Linked DNA regions of Mus musculus: regions 2, 3 and 4 are each linked to region 1. A link is a contact called in public HiChIP or PLAC-seq, Micro-C and promoter capture Hi-C data. All regions are on one chromosome and are shown on one strand. The core of a region is the stretch at or near the end of the contact, and the rest is flanking DNA. Distances in the headings are between cores, read along the strand shown. Region 1 holds the start of Zswim5 (zinc finger SWIM-type containing 5). Region 2 holds the start of Ccdc163 (coiled-coil domain containing 163). Region 3 holds the start of Ptch2 (patched 2). Region 4 overlaps Tesk2 (testis-specific kinase 2).

Region 1 (4,702 bases), core at 1,627-4,126:
ATCACCAAGATCTCTTGGTGAAACAGAACAAGAATACAAAACGATCAAGAGCGCTTCTGCTCTTATCTGTCTGGCCAGGTCATGCCAGGCCGTGTGGGCACCATCATAGGGTGGGCGGGAGGTCTCATCATTGGAGGCCCAAGCATCATGGGCATGTGGCCTCCCATGGGTGGTCTCATCCCAGGAGCTGGTCCCACAAGCATCATACCAGGAGGAGGGGGACCCATCATTGGCATCATGGGAGGGCCTCCCATGTGGGGTGCAGGCTTCATGCCAGGCCAGGGAGGACCCCGGAGACTGGGGGGAGGTGGGATCATGGCCCCTGCAGGCAGAGGAGCAGAAAACAGAGCAGGAGGGATCTTTCCTTGTTGAAATGCAGCTGTTGTTTTGTCATTCAGGCTCTGGGCCTGTTCTTCCATCCGTTTCTGGTAAGTCTTTCACATTCTCTTTGTGTCTCTGACCACTGCAGTGTGTCTTCCTCACAGTCAGAGAATCTCGGGTAAAACACTACCACATGGATGCTCACAGTCATCTATAAGATGGAATACAGGGCCCCCAATGGAGGAGCTAGAGAAAGCACCCAAGGAGCTGAAGGGGTCTGCAACCCTATAGGTGGAACAACAATATGAACTAACCAGTACCCCCAGAGCTTGTGTCTCTAGCTGCATATGTAGGCCATCATTGGGAAGAGAGGCCCCTTGGTCTTGCAAACTTTATATACCCCAGTACAAGGGAAAGCCAGGGCCAAGAAGTGGGAGTGGGTGGGTAGGGGAGCAGGACAGGGGCAGGGGGAGGGTATAGGGGACTTTCAGGATAGCATTTGAAATGCAAATGAAGAAAATATCTAATAAAAAATTGAAGGAAAAAAAAAAAAAGACACGTACCACAGTAGTCACAAAAACAAAACAAAACAAAAACCAAAAAACAAAACCTTAGGCATGTTGCTCAACAAGCTGTTGGTCACCCGGGTCCTCACCACCAGGAACACAGGCTCAGATATGCTATTCTTTTACTTTGTAGTGTCCTCAAAATTTTTTGCTTAATTCAAACTTTACTGTTACTATGTTTAAGTAACAGTTTTTGTTCCTGTCTCATGGTCTTTTAATCATGCTTGTCAACAACTGATTAAATCAAAGTAACACACTGGCTGATTCAAAATCAAATGTTCTTTTCTTCCCTATTGTCTATCATCATTTTCCTTTCTATTTTAAAAATTCAATATTCTTCAAGCAACTTTCATTTTTTAAGAATTATGGCAGGTGATAATCATCCCTTACTTAGAAATGATTTCTGTCTTTACAAATCTATTAGTGGAGTCAAGGAGACTGACATTAAAGAAGACACACACAGGCGTACTTGTGCGTGTGCACGCACACACACACACAATTCTGAAAAGAATGGGCATTATGAAAGCCCATGACTGTGGTAGGTGATTCATTTAAGATTCATTTAAGCAGAGACTGATACTTCATAATAATTCAATTATACTTGCAGAAATAATATCATATTATTTCTGAAATATTATTTTTGAAAATGTTTATGAAAGAAGCAATTGACCACATATTTAATTCTTACATGCTATATGCACAGATATTGTTGTCAGCTTCCTTTTACAAATCATGAGTCGTGATTAGCACCACACGACCATTAAGAGCGATTCACATCTAGGTTATAGCCGGAGCTCTTTTCTTCAGAGATTACTGCAAAACCAAACTAATTTGGCTGCAGTCTACCTTCTCTTATTCGTTCTTTGTACTACTCTCTCTAGCTGAACTCAGCTATAGGATGTTTTCTAATACAGTTCCTGGAACTTTTTAAAAGTTGTAGTGATTATGTCACAACTCCGTGTTTATGAAGAAGTTACTGTTGAAGTTGTCACTCGTGAGTACCCACTAATGTACCTGGGTGAGGGGACACCACAGTGAAGAAAATGGACATGACCTTCATTGTTATGGAGTTAGGCAGTTAGACATCAAATAACAAAAGACGCATTAAATTTTAGGTAAATTCAGGGGAATGAATAGAAGACGGACAAGAAAAACATGAAAATCCTAATTTAAACCCGAGGTAAGGGATCAGAGAATTCTATCAGAAACTACACAAAAGTGTTGGTTCCTCCCCCCCCCCCCGCCCCCTGTAGGATGCAAGGTGCTAAACCCCTCAAAGAACCCCACGAGGGTGCTGCTGCCTCAGCAGTGAGGTCCTGGCGCCCCATTGTTCGGACTGGCTGATGGACTTAGCCAGTTTCTGAGCCGGCGGGGACGCCGATGCTGTCCTATATTGTGACACGGGGAGAGTTTTCATCCCGCGAACTTTTTGATTCTACCCTCTACTCCCACCCGGTGGCTTCCTTCTTAGCATCTTTCTGCTTGGTTGGTGCCCCTTGGGTTGCGACAGTCGCTTGTCCGTTCTGTCTGCTGCAGGAGCCTCACTGGAGTTGTTTCCTCTCCTCATGCCCCTCAAGCCTGTTACTTCATGGCGACAGCTGGCGGCCGGGTCTTTTCATTTGGCCACGCGGCCATCCTCGCCCGCCCGCAGGTGCGCCGGAGGCACCTGGTGCCGGGCGCTCCTCGTCCTTGGCGGCCCGCGGCCCCGCACGAGCGCTCGGATTGTGTTCCGGGCTGGCTGCGCCCGGAGCGCGCCCGCAGTCTGTGCTCGCCCCCGCGTCTCCTCGCGCCCGCGGCGGCCCCGGACGGCGCGCGTCGCCTCGCGCTGGTCCTCAGGCCAACCAGCGCCGGCCCGAGCGGCGCGAGCACGGGACCGGCGCCCCGGCTTCCCACTCGGGCCGGCGGGCTCGTGGGTTCGTTCGCCCCGCCCCCTCCCCACAGCGCCGCCGCTGGGCGCTTGCGCGGGGCGCGTGGCCGTGGCTGGGGTCTCCGCCGCAGCCCGAGCAGCCGCCTCCGCCTCAATCAGTCAGTCAGTCAGTCCCCAGCAATGGCGGAAGGAGGTGAGCGAGAGGAGCTGCTTTCGCCGCCGCCGATCTCTCCGGCCAAGAGGCTGTGCTCTTGGCCCAGCCCGCAAGCTCACCACCCCCGCGGGACTCCCGGGGCAGCCGGCGGAGGGGCGGGGGGCGGCGGCGGCGGCTGCCTGGCCCCCGGGGCCCGCCCCCACCTGCAGCCGGAGTCCTTGCTGGACTGCGCCGCCAAGACGGTGGCGGAAAAGTGGGCGTACGAGCGGGTGGAGGAGCGCTTCGAGCGGATCCCGGAGCCGGTGCAGCGCCGCATCGTCTACTGGTCCTTCCCGCGGAATGAGCGGGAGATCTGCATGTACTCCAGCTTCCAGTACCGGGGCGGCCCGGGAGCCGGCGCGGCTGCCGGCGCGGCGGGGGCTTCGCCGGTCGAGGAGGGGCCGCCGCCACCCCCCGGGGCCGCCGCTCCGGCCGGCTCCGCCCCCGGGGCCGCCGGGGCGGGCTCGTCCCCCGGGCTGGGCGCTGGGACTGGAACGGCGAGCGGCGGCTGCGGCGGCGGCGAGGGGCTGCCGTTCCGCCGGGGCATCCGTCTGCTGGACAGCGGCTCCGTGGAGAACGTGCTTCAAGTCGGTAGGTGCTGCCCGGCCCCTCTCGGCCCCCTGCCTCTTCTGCAGGTGCCTTCCCAAGCCCTGGGTCAAAACCCAGGCTTTCTGCCCAACTCCGGCATCCCCGCCAAGGACAAAAAAGTGGCATAAAAAACTTTTCCCAAGGTTTCCTTCAGGTCCACTACTGCTCTTTCCCCTACCGGCTGCCCTATTTCTTTTTCTTTTTGTTTGAAGAGCGAGTAGGTCTCTCTCTCTCTCTCTCTCTCTCTCTCTCTCTCTCTCTCTCTCTCTCTCTCTCCCCCCTATACTCTCATACTAAAGGAATAACCGTGTGATGTGCCCTTTTCGAAACGCGTTTTACTGATTTAAGTTTAGAGGGAAAGGAGGGAAAGGGAGCAATAGGTTTTAGAGGGAATGTTTGAGGGACAGGCTGTCACAGTCAATCTGTAGTTATAGCAGATTGAATCTGAGTGTAATTAACTTTCACATCGGAAAAAGCAACAGAATACTGTGCATTTTAGACAATTTAAATTGTCTGTTTTAATATCCCTCCCCCCGACCAGTGATGCCTGGGAATCTAGGCTGCAGATTAACAATAACGGAAGATGGAAATGTGACAGCTTCTCTTTTCTACACCCCCATCCATGGGAAAGGGGGAAAAAAGCTACACAATCTGGAGTGGGGGCGGGGTCTGCCTTCCTTGTCAGACTGGGGTAAATCAAAAGCCAGTCACGTTGGATGTTTCAAATGCTTTCATTTAACGCGTCCTCGTATTCGCTTTTGTTTTATCTTTTTGTTTGTACAAAAATGGAAACTGATTTTAAAAAATCTACTCGTTCTCTTGAGCGTCTAGTTAGTTTGTTAATCTTATTAAGTATTTAAAGTGTACCTGATTTGTGAAATGATTACGGAGGAAGAAAGAAACGACATTGTTTAACATTGATTTGCTATGCATAATATTAAAACATTTATGGGGGGTCCTATTTGAATTATTATAGCATTCTGGAAGTGCACATCTCTATGCACATTATTGTACACTATATGCTTATATTTACTAAGGGAAATAGTGATTTCTCTAAAGTTGAATGAAGGACATTTCACAGGCTCAGGGACACATGCATATATATAAATCCAAACATCCAGCTGTCTTCTCTTCAGGTAAAACCAACATATTTGGAATTATTTTCCT
Region 2 (4,282 bases), core at 122-2,621, 170 kb before region 1:
ATCTCTGGAAGAGCAGTCAGTGCTCTTAACTGCTGAGCTCTCTTTCCAGTCCCAATCTGACTCTAGAATGTACATAATTCTCCTCTCCTTTCAATCCATCTTTTCATATACATTTCTCTGTTTTTGTGCTGGTGACTGAGATTTGCAAATGCTAAGCCAGCACTCTAGCTAGCTAGCCATCCACCTATCAGATAAATTTCTGATAGATGGATAGATAGATATACATCTCACTTAGTTTTATAGCCTCAGCTTTCAATTTTGTTTTTGCCTCATTACTAGGAATTGAACCCAAGACCTCAAGCATGGCTTTCAAACTAGACTTAACTTCTCAATAGTATCTTCTTACAAGTCTTCCCCTGGAAAGCTCAATGGCCTAGGAATCTTAAGATAGGCCAAAGGACACAGGCGGATTTTAGTTTGTGTCTTAAACATAATTTTGTTCACTCAGCACTGTGGGAGGAAAGTGTGGAATAGGGCGGGGCTGGGTGGGGTGGAGAGGGACTGTGGTTACAGAGACTTCTGTACCAGGCGAGCGTGAGGAATTTCTATGCTCAGTCCCGTATTGATGGCAAGCAACACCATGAATTAGCCTTCTGTTGGCTGGCCGAACAAACTAGCCAATTGTCTCTTGTTCAACATTAGGAATACTCTTCTCTCTTCATCTGATCGAGTACACTGTCACACCAACCTTCCAAGTTTTGACCTCTTCTAATTCCTTTGGAAGAATCTGATGATCCCGCCCACACCGGGAGACCGTTTTCTGGTAAATTATAATGATGACAGGTTAGGGGATCTTGGGCTGTATCCCATTCATTTGTTTGACATCATAAAGACATAAAAGGGCAAACATGTGTTTCTCTACGTTTTTTAATCAAGCCCCATTTTACAACACGACCTGGTCATCAGATGGCTGCAGTAGGTTGAGAGGATCAGAAGGGCTCACCGGCCTTCACACTTTTGGCACCAAGGCCAATCCTAGAGCTCACCCTAGGACCACAGGGAAGACAAACCAACCTGGAAGGGATAAACTTCGAAGCCAAAAGGACACAAGGTGTCCTCAATCTTCTGCTTCAGCTCTGCGACTCGCGGCTCCATAACGCACGCTGAACGCTGAGCTTGCTGGGAAATGGAGTCTCATAGCTAACTTAGGCTTGTATGCGTCCATCAGGGCTGGACTACATTTCCCAAGAAGTAAAGGAATAGTAACGGACTCAACTGACTCTGCACGGTGCATCTTGGTACACGTAGTTACTTTTGTCCTTGTAGCCCAAACATAACCGAGTCTGGAAGACTCCGTGTCCCGACGAGCTTCACGGGAGGTGTGAGTGTGAACGCACAGGGCACGTATTTCCAGGGAAACGTATTTCCGCCCTCTATTGCCTGTGGTCTCCGCAAGAAGCGGACTCAGTTTCCCGGGTGGCGCTGCGGCACCGGTACTTAAAATCTCATTCTCCGCCTACCAGAGTTTGAACTCTTGAGCGGCACTTGTCACTTGTCTCAGTGGTGATAGCGTCCTTGATTTGTGGAGGTCTCAACCAAAATTCGGTTCATTCTACCCTCTCGATATTATTCTGTTTTCTTCCCCCCTCCCCGACCCCCCACTTTTCAAAGTACTCTGTTCCGTAGTTCTAGATTCACAGTATTGCTATCGCACTGTTTCTGTAGCCCTAATATATTCCCACTTTCCTTATTTCCATCTAACTCTGTGGCTTGTCCTGGGCTGGCCCGCGGGTATCTGAGTGTGGAAGAGCAAGAACAGGGAAAGTTAGAGACGCAATTTCAAGTGCTCCAGGATGAACAGGAGCCCTAGCTGGTCTGATCAGCTTCATGCGGTTCTCAGTTCAACTGATGAAAATATGGCCCGGATTAAGGTAAGAGGGGGACCTCTGGGATCCCCATCTAACCCCTCCCATTGGGAGGCTAGGCTAGGGCTTAGTAAAGGGCACTGAGAGCTCACTGGCTTGTTGAACTGTTTGCTGGTTTTTTTTTTTTTTTTTTTTTTTTTTTTTTTTGTAGCAGAGTTTGTATCCCTTTCGAGTTTCCTCTACAGGTAAGTATTGTCTTTTCTCCCAGCCCTTTGTCTTCTCAGAGCCTCCTTTCTTTCAGTGCCTGCCTGTACAGCTCACAGTTCTGTACAAATCCCAGCTACTTCCTGTCCTCTGATTTCCTACACAGACAGACCCTGCTCTTGTCCCTTCCCTATTCCCACAATAGGGGACCTGGCTGACACCTGGACTTCTCATCGCTTACCTCCTCAGCCAGAGGCCCAAGCTCAACAGCCTTGGGCTCTAAAGACTCCCACTCTTGGAGAGAGACTGAGCTGTACTGAAGCCCACAGCTCCTCTCTCTGGGATGAAGTTACTAAACTCCGATCCCAGCTTCAGGCTCAGGCTCAGGTGAGGTATTAGGGGTATGTACGTGGTGATAATGTGAGACGAGAATATTAGGAGTTGGGACAATGACTTAGAAAGGAATGTCTGGGTTTTCTCTGCTTGGGTAGGTGACTGAGGCGCTGAAGCATTCTGTACAGAGCCTGTTGAAGGATCGGGAGCAACATATGTTCAAGATCAGTGCTCTAGAAGGTATTGGGCCAATTCTTTTCTATGTATGGCACACAGAGTTTTAAAATGGAAACCAAGAGTTTTGCACATGCTAATGATCTGTGCTCTACCACTGATGTACATACAGCTTTCGAGTTTTGCACATGCTAATGATCTGTGCTCTACCGCTGATGTACATACAGCTTTCGGTTGTGGGGCTTAGCCTTTTAGTGAATGGGTGAGCTTCTCTCCCTCCAGCCCTACACAGCTTTACCTATGTGTCATTTGCTCTCATGTGAGTCTCTTAGAGCCACTGACCTTACTTTCCCCTCTACAGCATCACTAAAACTGCTGCAGGAGGGCCCCAAAGGGAGAGCCCTTCTGGAGCAATGCCTGGAAGGGCTGAAAAAGGAACTGCAGGGCCTTCGGAGTCAGGTTCAAGAGCTAGTCCAAAACCAAATGAAAGCAAGACCAGGAAAGTTGGGTCCTGCCAGTGGCTTTCACCAAGAGCTGCAGAGTGAGTAAGTGATGGGCAAGGCTTCACCCTTTTGGTTGTTTGTTTAAGATGTGCTTCTTGGGGGCTGGAGAAATGGCTTAGAGGTTAAGAGCACTGACTGCTCTTCAAGAGGTTCTGAGTTCAATTCCCAGCAACCACGGGTTGGCCCACATCTGATGACCTCTTCTGGCCTGCAGGCATACATGTTGTATATATAATAAATAAAAATTTTTTAAAAATGTGCTTCACTCTTCCTCTACTCCTTCTCCTCCTCTTCTTCTTCCCCTTACCCCTTTCTCTCCACATGTTTCTGGCAGGCCTCTCCTCTCCTCTTTCTCTGTTCTCTCTCTCTCTCCCTCTCCCCCTTTCCAACTCCCCTTCTGTGCCCTGAATAAACTCTATTCTATACTATTTTTTAAAAAATGTGCTTCTTGGTGTCACACAGTTTTAGTTCTCGTGCTCAGAAGGCAGAGATGGCCGGTCTCTATGAGTTTGAGACTAGCCTGCTCTACATATTGAGCTATAGGCCATCCAGGGTTAAAAAGATCTTTTTTCAGAAAACAAAAAGGACACACAAAAAAGTGTTTTAGGTGTATGAATGTTTTATACCATCATGTGGAGGCTCAAAGAAATCAAAGTTCTCTTTAAGAGCAATTGTTCTCATAACCATTGAGCCATCTTCCTAGCCCAAAACTTCCTCTTTTGAGGCTTCTGAGCTCCTAGCATAAGATGTTTGGTGTAGCCGGGCGTGGTGGCACACGCCTTTAATCCCAGCACACGGGAGGCAGAGGCAGGCAGATTTCTGAGTTCGAGGCCAGCCTGGTCTACAAAGTGAGTTCCAGGACAGCCAGGGCTATATAGAGAAACCCTGTCTCGAAAAACAAAAACAAAAACAAATGTTTGGCCTACTCACTTTGTTTCTCTGTGATGTTGGCTATTGAACCCTGGGCCTAGTACATGCTAAGTAGATGCCCTTATCATTAAGTTGTTATCTCCAGCCATTCTGGGTTTGTTGTTTGGTTCTAGAATGACACTGCTGTCACTCATGTAGGCACCAGGTTTTGTGGGAAGAGTCAGAAATTCTTCGGGAGGAACTGAAGTTGCTTCGAGACCAGCTGAGTGAGTGAAAGATTGAAAGTGGTTTTTTGTCCTTGTTTTGGAATATCTTCTTTTTCTTCCAGTAAGTGACATTACTTCTGACTGTTTGAACTATTGAAAAGTCTGGCATATTAGTTTTGTTATTTTT
Region 3 (4,851 bases), core at 1,992-4,491, 220 kb after region 1:
AACAATCTTAGACTGGGAAGGCTAGAAAGGTAGAGCAGTTCCTTCTCCTCTGGTTGGAAGGATCAGCAAGAGGTTTCTCAGTGGATAGATAGGCTCTTTCCGAAGAGGCCATAGAAAGCCTCAGTGTGGTTACTCACACCAGTAACCCCCTACTCTAGGCCAACCTTAGCTGCATAGTGAATCCATACATCAAAGGCCAAGCCAAGTAGATAGTGGTGGCGCCTGTCTTTAATCCCAGCACTCAAGAGGCAAATACATCTTTGTGAGTTCAAAGCCAGCCTGGTCTACAGAGCTAGTCCCAGGACTGACTACACAAAGAAACTACTCTTGAAAGAAAGAAAGAAAGAAAGAAAGAAAGAAAGAAAGAAAGAAAGAAAGAAAGAAAGAAAGAAAGAGAGAGAAAGAGAGAAAGAGAGAAAGAGAGAAAGAGAGAAAGAAAGAAAGAAAGAAAGAAAGAGAAGAAAGAAAGAAAGAGAGAGAAAGAGAGAGAGAGAAAGAGAGAGAAAGGGAAGAAAGAAAGAAAGAAAGAAAGAAAGGAAGGAAGGAAGGAAGAAAGAAAGAAAGAAAGAAAGAAAGAAAGAAAGAGAGAGAGAGAGAGAGAGAGAAAGAAAGAAGGAAGAAAAATCCAAGCCAAGTGTAATGATGCATGCCTATAATCTCAAGACATGGGAGTCTGAGGCACAACTCAACTGCATATAATCATCTTTAAAAAAAAAAAAAAAAGACTAGAGGGGCTGGAGAGATGGCTCAGTGGTTAAGAGCACCGACTGCTCTTCCAAAGGTCCTGAGTTCAAATCCCAGCAACCACATGGTGGCTCACAACCATTGTAATGAGATCTGATGCACTCTTCTGGTGTATCTGAAGACAGCTACAGTGTACTTAGATATAATAATAAATAAATCTTTAAAAAAAAAAAAAGTCTAGGACTTTGCCACAATTGGTAATTGATGGCAGCAGTCAGTTGAGCTGGAAATGGAAGCAGAATCCAGGCTGAAATGATGACACACCTGTGTCTCCATGAGAATCTGGAAAGAAGAAAGAGCTCAAGAAATGTCAATTTTGGGCTGGTGAGATGGCTCAGTGGGTAAGAGCACCCGACTGCTCTTCCGAAGGTCCAGAGTTCAAATCCCAGCAACCACATGGTGGCTCACAACCATCCGTAAGAAAATCTGACTCCCTCTTCTGGTGTGTCTGAAGACAGCTACAGTGTACTTACATATAATAATAAATAAATCTTAAAAAAAATTAAAAAAAAAAAAGAAATGTCAATTTTGTCCTGGCGTTATAATGCCGTGCAGCGCTTATTCTAGGCAATTCCCTGCCTTTATAGCCCCAAGATTGCTACAGGAGTCTAGAGAGCCCACTTCAGAGCTGTTTCCATTTCCAGGCTTGCTAAGGGTACACTTTTCTCTGTAGTACACTTCCTCCCATTACAGACAGGAGAATACCGTGTACACAGGGTGCACTTCCTCCCATTACAAACGGGAGAATACCGTGTACACAGGCTTTCTTTCTCATTTTCATATTACCTTTACTTATATGTATATGCCGGAGAGTCTGTATATGACGCATGTGTGTGTGTGTGTGTGTGTGTGTGTGTGTGTGTGTGTGTGTGTGTGTGTGTGTATACACTTGCTCTCAGAGGCCAGGTGTTGAATCCCCTGGAGCTGGAGTTACAGGTAGCTGTGAACTCTCCTTTGTGGATGCTGGAAGCCAAACCCAGGTCCTCTGCAAAAACAAAAGGTGGCCTTAACTGCTGAGCTATCTCTCCAGGCCCAAGGCTTCCATTCCTGCCCAGGTGCCTCTTAGCCACAGAGTAGCAGTGTTGTAGACAGACACATTCATTCCTCCTTAACTGCCCACCCCTTAAACCAACTGGGGAACCCTTAGGATTAAGCCCTGGAGCTGATGATGTTAATTTGCACAAGTTTGGCAGTATGTAGCAAGGCCAAAACCATATTCATGCTTTTTGACCCAAACAACCCCATTTCTGGGAATCTGTCCTGAGGACATTCTGCAAATGATTGATGAGAGGACTGTGTAGTAATATAAAATATTTATGATATAATGATTAAGAAGTCTGGAAGAATTGAGCAAGAGGCTAGCCAGATGTGATAGCAGTATCAGAACAACAGATTTATTGAAGTCTTTTTTTTCCCCCAAAAAACGTATTTTGTTTCTGAGGCAGAATCTTTCTAGGTAGCCCTGGCTGTTCCAGAATTCTCTATGTAGACCATGCTGAGACCTGGAACTCACAAGAGATGGGCCTGCCACTGCCCGGCTCCTTTCCCAAATGTTCTGTATGAGGAGTCAGACTTTTACCCTCAGATGACCGATCAGAGTTTAACAGTCAGGAGCACAGAAATAGCACAGTCACTTGGAAAAGCAACATGTTTCCCAATGTTGTACATAAATTATGTCATCACAAATACAATTATCAGACAGGCTGGGCAATACAGGACTGTTATAGTCCCTTAACTTGACAGACACAACCAGGATAAGGAGTTGAAGGCCAAGCTGAACTACTTAAGACCATGTCTCACAAAAAAAAGTTAAAATAAAAATTTAAAAATACAATACACAAACTGAATGTTAATAAGAACCACAAAGAAAAAAGCAATTATCTGCCAAGGCTTCCAAAAGTTTAGGCTGACTGATTCAAGTTCAGGCTTAAAAGTTATCTGCCAAGACAAAGGGGCCCCAACATGTACAAAGGCAAGAACATGTGAACTTAGGAAATTACTGAGGGCAATTCGGGACTGGAAGGCAACTGAGTGGGTGTGAGGCACTTAGAGGAAAAAAAAAAGCTTTAGTTGGATGGTGCAGGGCTTTGGGCTTTGGTGCAGCCGTGGGATTTGCATTTTAGAGCTGAGTCTGGCCTGCTTGGAAAGAGTGGAAAGGAGGTCCTTAGGGTTGCGCTGGGTCGGGAAGAAAGGGTGGCCCAAAGGGGACCAGCAGACTCCCTTTCTCAACATCCTGACTTACACTTGGCCAACGACTAGCGCCTCCAGGATCACCCTCCCTTCTCCTCTCCTTAGGGCCCCGCGGGCGGGCTGGGGAGCCCGGGAGGCGAGGCAAAGGGGTGGCCCTGCCTGGGTGGTCTCCTGCCCCGCCCCCTGCGGCGCCGTTACCTAGCAACGGATCCGGCTGCAAGGCAGCGGGTAATTTGCCGCCCCCTTAGCCAATGGGAGGGCGTCACCCCGGCCCGCTCCTTTTTTTCTGAGCCTCCTGGTGCTTCCCGAGATCCACAGTCGCCACCTTTAGCTGTGAGGTGCTTCGCAGCCAGTCGGGTCCACCCACACGCGGAGCCCTCTTTGGACCACAGCCCACAGATCCAGCGGGGCTTGGGGCCACCACCCCGCACCGCCGCTGCGGGCTGCTCCTGTGCATCTTTACGCGCGCCTCACCCAGGACCGTATGGCCGTTCACGGCAGCTAGGAATCCTCAGGTGAAGCCGGGCGGCACAAGGCGCCAAGCTAGCCTATGGCAGCGCTCAGATAACGCAGGTTGGGGGCGCTCGCGCCCCCCATCCTCACCAGCATGGTTCGGCCACTGTCCCTTGGAGAGCTACCTCCCAGCTACACACCTCCAGCTCGGTCCTCCGCACCTCATGTGAGTAGAGGGGCTGGGTTTGTAACTTAAACGTCGCTTGAACATCTGTAGGGCTAGAAGTCTAGTGTTACTGGATCTGTGTTTGAAGACAAGCGAGAGCCAGCAAGTGATTTGTTAGTTTATTTCCTATTATCTGGTCAGTGAAAATAGTTATGTCTGTGGGTTCACCTCTTTGCCTAGCTGACAACGAGTGTGTGTGTTCACGACTCATAACCTTCTAAAAATGGGCATTTTCAGGTGTGCTTATGGAGAAGGCACAGGGAAAGAGAGTTAAATCTTCCACATTTGAAACCTTTATCTGTAGCTGTTTCCTGCCCTGCATCCAGAAGTCAGGAAACTGGGACTTGACCGGGAGAAAAGGGAAAGCTCCTCCATTGTTGTGCTGACAGCTGGCTGACCTCCTCCTCTCTCTATCCCAGATCCTAGCTGGGAGCCTGCAGGCTCCTCTCTGGCTTCGAGCTTACTTCCAAGGTCTACTCTTCTCCCTGGGGTGCAGGATCCAGAAACACTGCGGCAAAGTGCTCTTCCTGGGACTGGTGGCCTTTGGGGCTCTGGCACTGGGTCTCCGAGTGGCTGTAATTGAGACAGACCTAGAACAGCTCTGGGTAGAAGGTGAGTTACTGGAGCTGGCCGTAGCTGCTTTGGTCAAGGATCGAGAGGGCCATCTCCTGTTCAGAGCCTGTGTATCTGGGTGTGTTGCAGAAAGCCTACCTCTCTCCCAATCTCCCTCAGTGCTGTGGATGAAGCCCAGGGCATTGTGCAAGCTAGGCAAGTCTTTACCATCAACTGTCTCACACCTATCTCTCTCACCCATAAATGGACAACTCTAGATGGTAGCCTCTTATGAATAAGCTTGTGGAATATTCATCTTTGATTATGTGTCTGCTTATTTAGCGTTTATAGCTAGGTTTCTTTTAACTGTACATCAGAGTTTACAAATGGAACAAGATGTATTTTTCAATAGCCAAAGGAAGTAAAATGTGTGTGGGGGTAAGTTCTAAACAAAACAAAGCCAAGTGGTATTGTGTTGTATAAGAGAAGGCAGGGAGAGACGGCTCTGACCTGCAAACTCAGATTAGCACTGTGATTCTAACTACTCAAGGGGCTGAGGCAAGAGAAATACTTTCAGTCTAAGAATTTAACAATAGCCTGTGTCAGAGAGAGAGAGAGAGAGAGGGACAGACGGACAGATGGAAGAGAGGGAGGGAGGGAGGGAGGAAGGAAGGAAGGAAGGAAGG
Region 4 (4,407 bases), core at 899-3,398, 150 kb before region 1:
ACTGTTGAAGGGAAGTGGAGCTATATAGGTCATTACAATAGTTCAGCAGCGTTAAGGGCTGTGTTGACTATGTCATCTGTATAGATGTAATAACTACCCAATATGATGGCAGGAGATGGAACACAGGAGATATTATAGATGGGGCCTATCATCAACAAGGAGGGACTCACATGTTAGAAACTAGTGATCAATGGTACAGATTGTGTCTAAACAGTGAGGTTCTCAGACATCTGGGTGATTTCAATGCATGATACGTTATTCTTTTATAGAGATAAATGTTTGGGATGGTTCCTCAAACCCTGTCCTGTGTGGTTTGGCATATGAAGGTCTTAATTCTGGTTTAGACATGTACATGCCGGGAAGCTAATAACCTGCTCTCTCAGGCACTGCAGTGGCGCTTTCTACTTACAGTTAATTATAAGAAGAAAATTGTTCCCTGGCTTATTTAGAGTAGAAAGGGGCTCATTTTTAAAACTGTTCTTCCCCCTATATTAAAGTGGTTATAAATACATTGTTAATATCATACACTGAATGTTTTATTAGAGTTTGAAATCTTGGATAAGGACTTTTATGCGAGTTTTTTTCTCTTTCTGGTAACTGGAGCCTAATTAGTACATTGTTCATGTGGGTGATGGTGAATGTTTTGGCCCAACAATGGGTATTATGCTATTTTCTGAGTCATCAAATGAACATGACTTCAGTGTGGTCTCAGTAGGGTTATTTTTGCTGAGTGGTCAGAGGGCTGGTTGTTAACATATTTGTAATGTGTCAACTATCCATTCTTGACATTTTATTTATTTATTTATTTTACTATTTGTATGTGTGTGTGTCTGTGTGTGTGTGTGTAGAGAACAACTTGGAGAACTTGATTCTGACCTCCCATCATGTGGATCTTGGGAATTGAACTCAGGTCATCAAGTGTGGCAGCAGGTACTCTTACCCATTTTTCTGGCCCTCTGATTTTATAAAGGCAACGTGAAAAGAGGAAAATATTGGAAATCTTCATGGTAAATCAAAACTGAGATTGTGTTATTAACTATATGGTTATAGGTAAAATGCTTATCTTCTGTAAGCGTTAGTATTTTGTTTTGTTTTCAATGTTATATTTAAAGCTGGGTGCTGTGGGGCACTCCTGTGGTCCTAACGTTCAGGAGACTGAAGCGAGAGGCATCGTGTGCTTTGGGTTAGTAGCATCTTGTTCCACACAGCCAGAGTCTGTCTCAAAAATACCCAAATAGTGTATTTCTCTGTTAGAATTAGTTCCATGCTTGGGAACTTTCCACACTCTTCCTTAATATATATATTACTTGGAAATACAATGTATTCAAGTGGTTAAATATCAAACTGTTTACATATAACATGATTTTAAATATTTATATATTTTGTATAAACAGTCATGGTCTCATGACTGCTGTGTCTACCCAGTGCCCTGTTCCCTTCACGCCTCCCAACCATTTTTTAAAAACTCTTTGGGTGCTCGGAACTGAAGCTGAATGCTCAGCTGCCCTTGCTAGCAGGCCCTCACCTCACCCCCATTTTTATTTTTGAAGAAGGGATTTTGAGGACAACCTTCAACTTCTGACTTCCTGGCATACAGGACAGACCACCACAACCCAGCTGTCTTTGCATTCTTTTAGACTTTGTTTAGGTAAATGCTTCCAAACATGAATATATATAATGTTTTTTTTTTCCCCCTTAAAAAGCTGATGGTTTCTCACAGTTCTGGGCTCTACTCACTGGGTGTGTCTTTCATTTTAGTGTATCCTGGAGAGCTTTTCTGATTAGTACTTCGAGGGCTTCCTCTTTTGTCTCCAGGGACATTCCTACTTTTTCTCCTAGGGAATTCTTTTGGGTGTAGATGGGTGTGGTCGTGCATTCTGGCATTCCTGGTACTCAGGAGGCAGAATGAAGTAGATCTCTGTGAAGTCTAGCCTGGTCTACATATCAAGCTCAGGAATAGCCAGGACTACATAAAGAAAAAAAACCTATCTCAAAAACAAAACAAATACCCCTCCCTCCCCCGAAAAACTTCTTTCGACCCCGAGATGTCTTCATAGAGCTTTGGGGTTTGTCTGTGTGCTATGTCACCCTGCCTCAGGGTCATAGATTATTGGCTGAGTTAAGTTGTGCAGAATGGATGTTGGAGAACCAGGAGATCACCTCTGGGCTCGCAGGGAAATCTGAAGACACCTAATAAGCTGTTGTCTGAATCCAGGCTTTGAATGGAGGAGGATAAATTCAGGACGGAGGAAGCCATCTGTGCTTCTTTGTGGAATAGAGCAGGCCTCCACAAATATCAGTCCTGGTCCCTGCTGAACTGGTCCCACAAGCCTTCTCTGCTTGGCCTAGGACTATTCAGAATTTAACAAAGATTTTCCATAGGCTGGTGTGTGTGTGTGTTACCATTTGGGGCTATCACAGTACCTGATGGGAGAAGACTACACACAGCAAAAGGGAGGCCAATGTAGGCTACATGAAACCCTGTTTTAAAAACCAAGACAAGCTGGGCAGTGGTGGCACATGCCTTTAAACCCAGCTCTTGGGAGGCAGAGGCAGGCGGATTTCTGAGTTCGAGGCCAGCCTGGTGTACAGAGTGAGTTCCAGGGCAGCCAGGACTACACAGAGAAACCCTGTCTTGAAAAACGACAACAACAACAACAACAACAACAAACCAAAAAACAAAACAAAACAAAACAAAAAACCCAAGACAAAGGCAACAACAAAATGGGCTGGTCACATGGCTCTGTGGGTAGATGTTCTCGCCACAAGAGTCTCTCACACTTGGTCTCTGGGACCCACTTGGAAGGAGAGAGAGAACAGATTCCCATAGGTTGTCCTCCGGCCTCTCTACACACAGATAAATAAAATGTAATAGAAAAAAAAATGTTTAAAGAAACACCGAAAAGCTTTTGAATCTGTGTATTAAAACTTGTTGCCTACTCTGCGCATTCCTTTAGCCTTGCTAAGCAGTGCTGTAGTGTAGACCCTGAGCGTGTCACTTTGACATGTGTGCAAGGGGATTTGAGGGGTAAATTTACAAAAGCAGAATTTTAAAGTTGATGTGCATTTATTACGAGGAACTGCTCAGTTTGTTTCCTCCGGTATTTCCCATCTACATTGCCTGTGTCATAGTGAATGCTTAGACAGTGTTCTGTACAGTAAATACCATTCTAGGAGTTTACGTGTGTCATCTCATTTAATCTTAGCAAAAGCCCTTTGAGGTGGGCACTGGTACTATCTGATCCATGGCCGCCGAGCTGCAGCTCTACCTGTAAGCATTATGACTGGAGGATCAGTACTGTTACTATTATGCCTGCTGTTATCAATCTTGGATTATTGCCAATGTGATAGATAGAAAGAAGTGATAGATAAACTCGGAGAGGTTCAGTTCTTTTAATTATGCTGAGATGAAGCATCTTTTATGTTCAAGTCATAACTTTTCTGTTGAGTCAGGGATCCCTATCGTTCTGATTTCTTAGACTCTCTATAAAAAGTTAAATAAAGGTTTGTGATATGTTTTACAAGAATTCTTCTTTTTCCTTCCTTGGACGCAGGGTATTGAACCCAGGGCCTCCTGCATGCCAACCATCCACTCTGCCCTCATGCCCTCAGGCTCACTTTGATATTTGCCTTTCTGACGTCTTTTCTTTTATTCCTTATAGAAGTTCTAGATTTTTATGCTGATAAACTTTTCGATCTTCTTTTATGGCTTTTGGATTTTGAAATATAAAAAGACAGGCTTTCTGCATTTCAGTCCTTGCTGTTTGAATCTATCCAGCTGGAACAAGGACACAGAATTGTCATAAGGGTCAAAGTGCTTTGTGAACTGTAAATCATTAGACAGATGAGACGTAGTGTTATTTATTAATTTATCTTTTGAACAAGTTGTACAGAGGCTGTCATGTCTTCCTCTGTATTAAATAGAATAGAATGATATAATTTTGTGCAATATAGAAAATTAGAAGGTGGGCCTGATGGTACATGCCTTTACTTAGCACTTAGGAGGCAAAGGCAGGCAGATCTCTGTGAATCTGAGGCCAGCCTGTATCATAGTGAGTTTCAAGAAAGCCAGGACTCTGTAGAGAAACTCTCTCAAAAAACAAAACAAGAAAAAGAAAAAGAAGAAAAAATTAGGATGATTTTATTGCTAATGTTTTCCTAGGACAGTTTGCATGGGCTCGTTTTTTTCAAAATGATTTCCACAATGAAGCCACTGTGATAATCTTGATAAATTTGCATATTTTATTTTTTAATATATTTAAATTTTTCCATTCATTAGATAGTTATGGAAATAACACATTTAAGGAGAAAAAACCAATACAATATATATATCATTACTGATATAGTATCATATCAAAAAGAACTTTAGGAATGACTTTTCTAATTTCAGGAAAGTTCTACTTTCAG

What was found. A called contact is a pair of places that touch in the nucleus more often than the background predicts. HiChIP or PLAC-seq counts read pairs in DNA pulled down with a chosen protein or histone mark. Capture Hi-C pulls out chosen DNA fragments and counts their contacts.
Region 2: a contact with region 1 is called in a promoter capture Hi-C map of liver. The contact joins the promoter of Ccdc163 here to the promoter of Zswim5 in region 1. A contact is called at or near these places in 1 of 39 promoter capture datasets (macrophages), 1 of 484 Hi-C or Micro-C datasets (embryonic stem cells), 1 of 115 datasets of contacts at active chromatin or transcription factors (embryonic stem cells) and 1 of 9 other capture datasets (liver).
Region 3: a contact with region 1 is called in an H3K4me3 HiChIP or PLAC-seq map of embryonic stem cells, with 11 read pairs. The contact joins the promoter of Ptch2 here to the promoter of Zswim5 in region 1. A contact is called at or near these places in 1 of 39 promoter capture datasets (liver), 1 of 484 Hi-C or Micro-C datasets (embryonic stem cells), 1 of 115 datasets of contacts at active chromatin or transcription factors (embryonic stem cells) and 3 of 9 other capture datasets (adipose tissue, liver and pancreatic islet).
Region 4: a Micro-C map of embryonic stem cells shows a contact between it and region 1, with 3 times the contacts expected there. The contact joins the enhancer-like site here to the promoter of Zswim5 in region 1. A contact is called at or near these places in 4 of 484 Hi-C or Micro-C datasets (LSK cells, embryonic stem cells and rod photoreceptor), 1 of 115 datasets of contacts at active chromatin or transcription factors (embryonic stem cells) and 1 of 9 other capture datasets (liver).

Annotation. Positions count from the first base shown.
Region 1 is chr4:116,874,526-116,879,227 of GRCm38.p6, forward strand. It overlaps Zswim5 (zinc finger SWIM-type containing 5), which reads left to right and starts at 2,877. Exons shown (of 14, transcript NM_001029912.2): 1 at 2,877-3,538. The coding sequence starts at 2,935.
Region 2 is chr4:116,707,224-116,711,505 of GRCm38.p6, forward strand. It overlaps Ccdc163 (coiled-coil domain containing 163), which reads left to right and starts at 1,372. Exons shown (of 10, transcript NM_026714.3): 1 at 1,372-1,871; 2 at 2,017-2,050; 3 at 2,215-2,396; 4 at 2,501-2,582; 5 at 2,878-3,061; 6 at 4,088-4,155. The coding sequence starts at 1,794. It overlaps Mmachc (methylmalonic aciduria cblC type, with homocystinuria), which reads right to left and starts at 1,162. Exons shown (of 4, transcript NM_025962.3): 1 at 1,015-1,162. The coding sequence starts at 1,095.
Region 3 is chr4:117,092,815-117,097,665 of GRCm38.p6, forward strand. Ptch2 (patched 2) reads left to right here and starts at 3,242. Exons shown (of 22, transcript NM_008958.3): 1 at 3,242-3,613; 2 at 4,033-4,225. The coding sequence starts at 3,542. RefSeq lists enhancers at 2,338-4,036, 2,877-3,335, 2,898-3,397.
Region 4 is chr4:116,723,778-116,728,184 of GRCm38.p6, forward strand. All of the region lies in intron 1 of Tesk2 (testis-specific kinase 2), which reads left to right. Among named protein-coding and RNA genes, the nearest start is that of Tesk2, 5.0 kb to the left of the region's middle. Within about 2 kb of position 2,149, at least 16 of the 459 cell types and tissues checked have an H3K27ac peak or open chromatin away from gene starts, as enhancers often do. A contact at or near this core is called in embryonic stem cells, where this site is marked.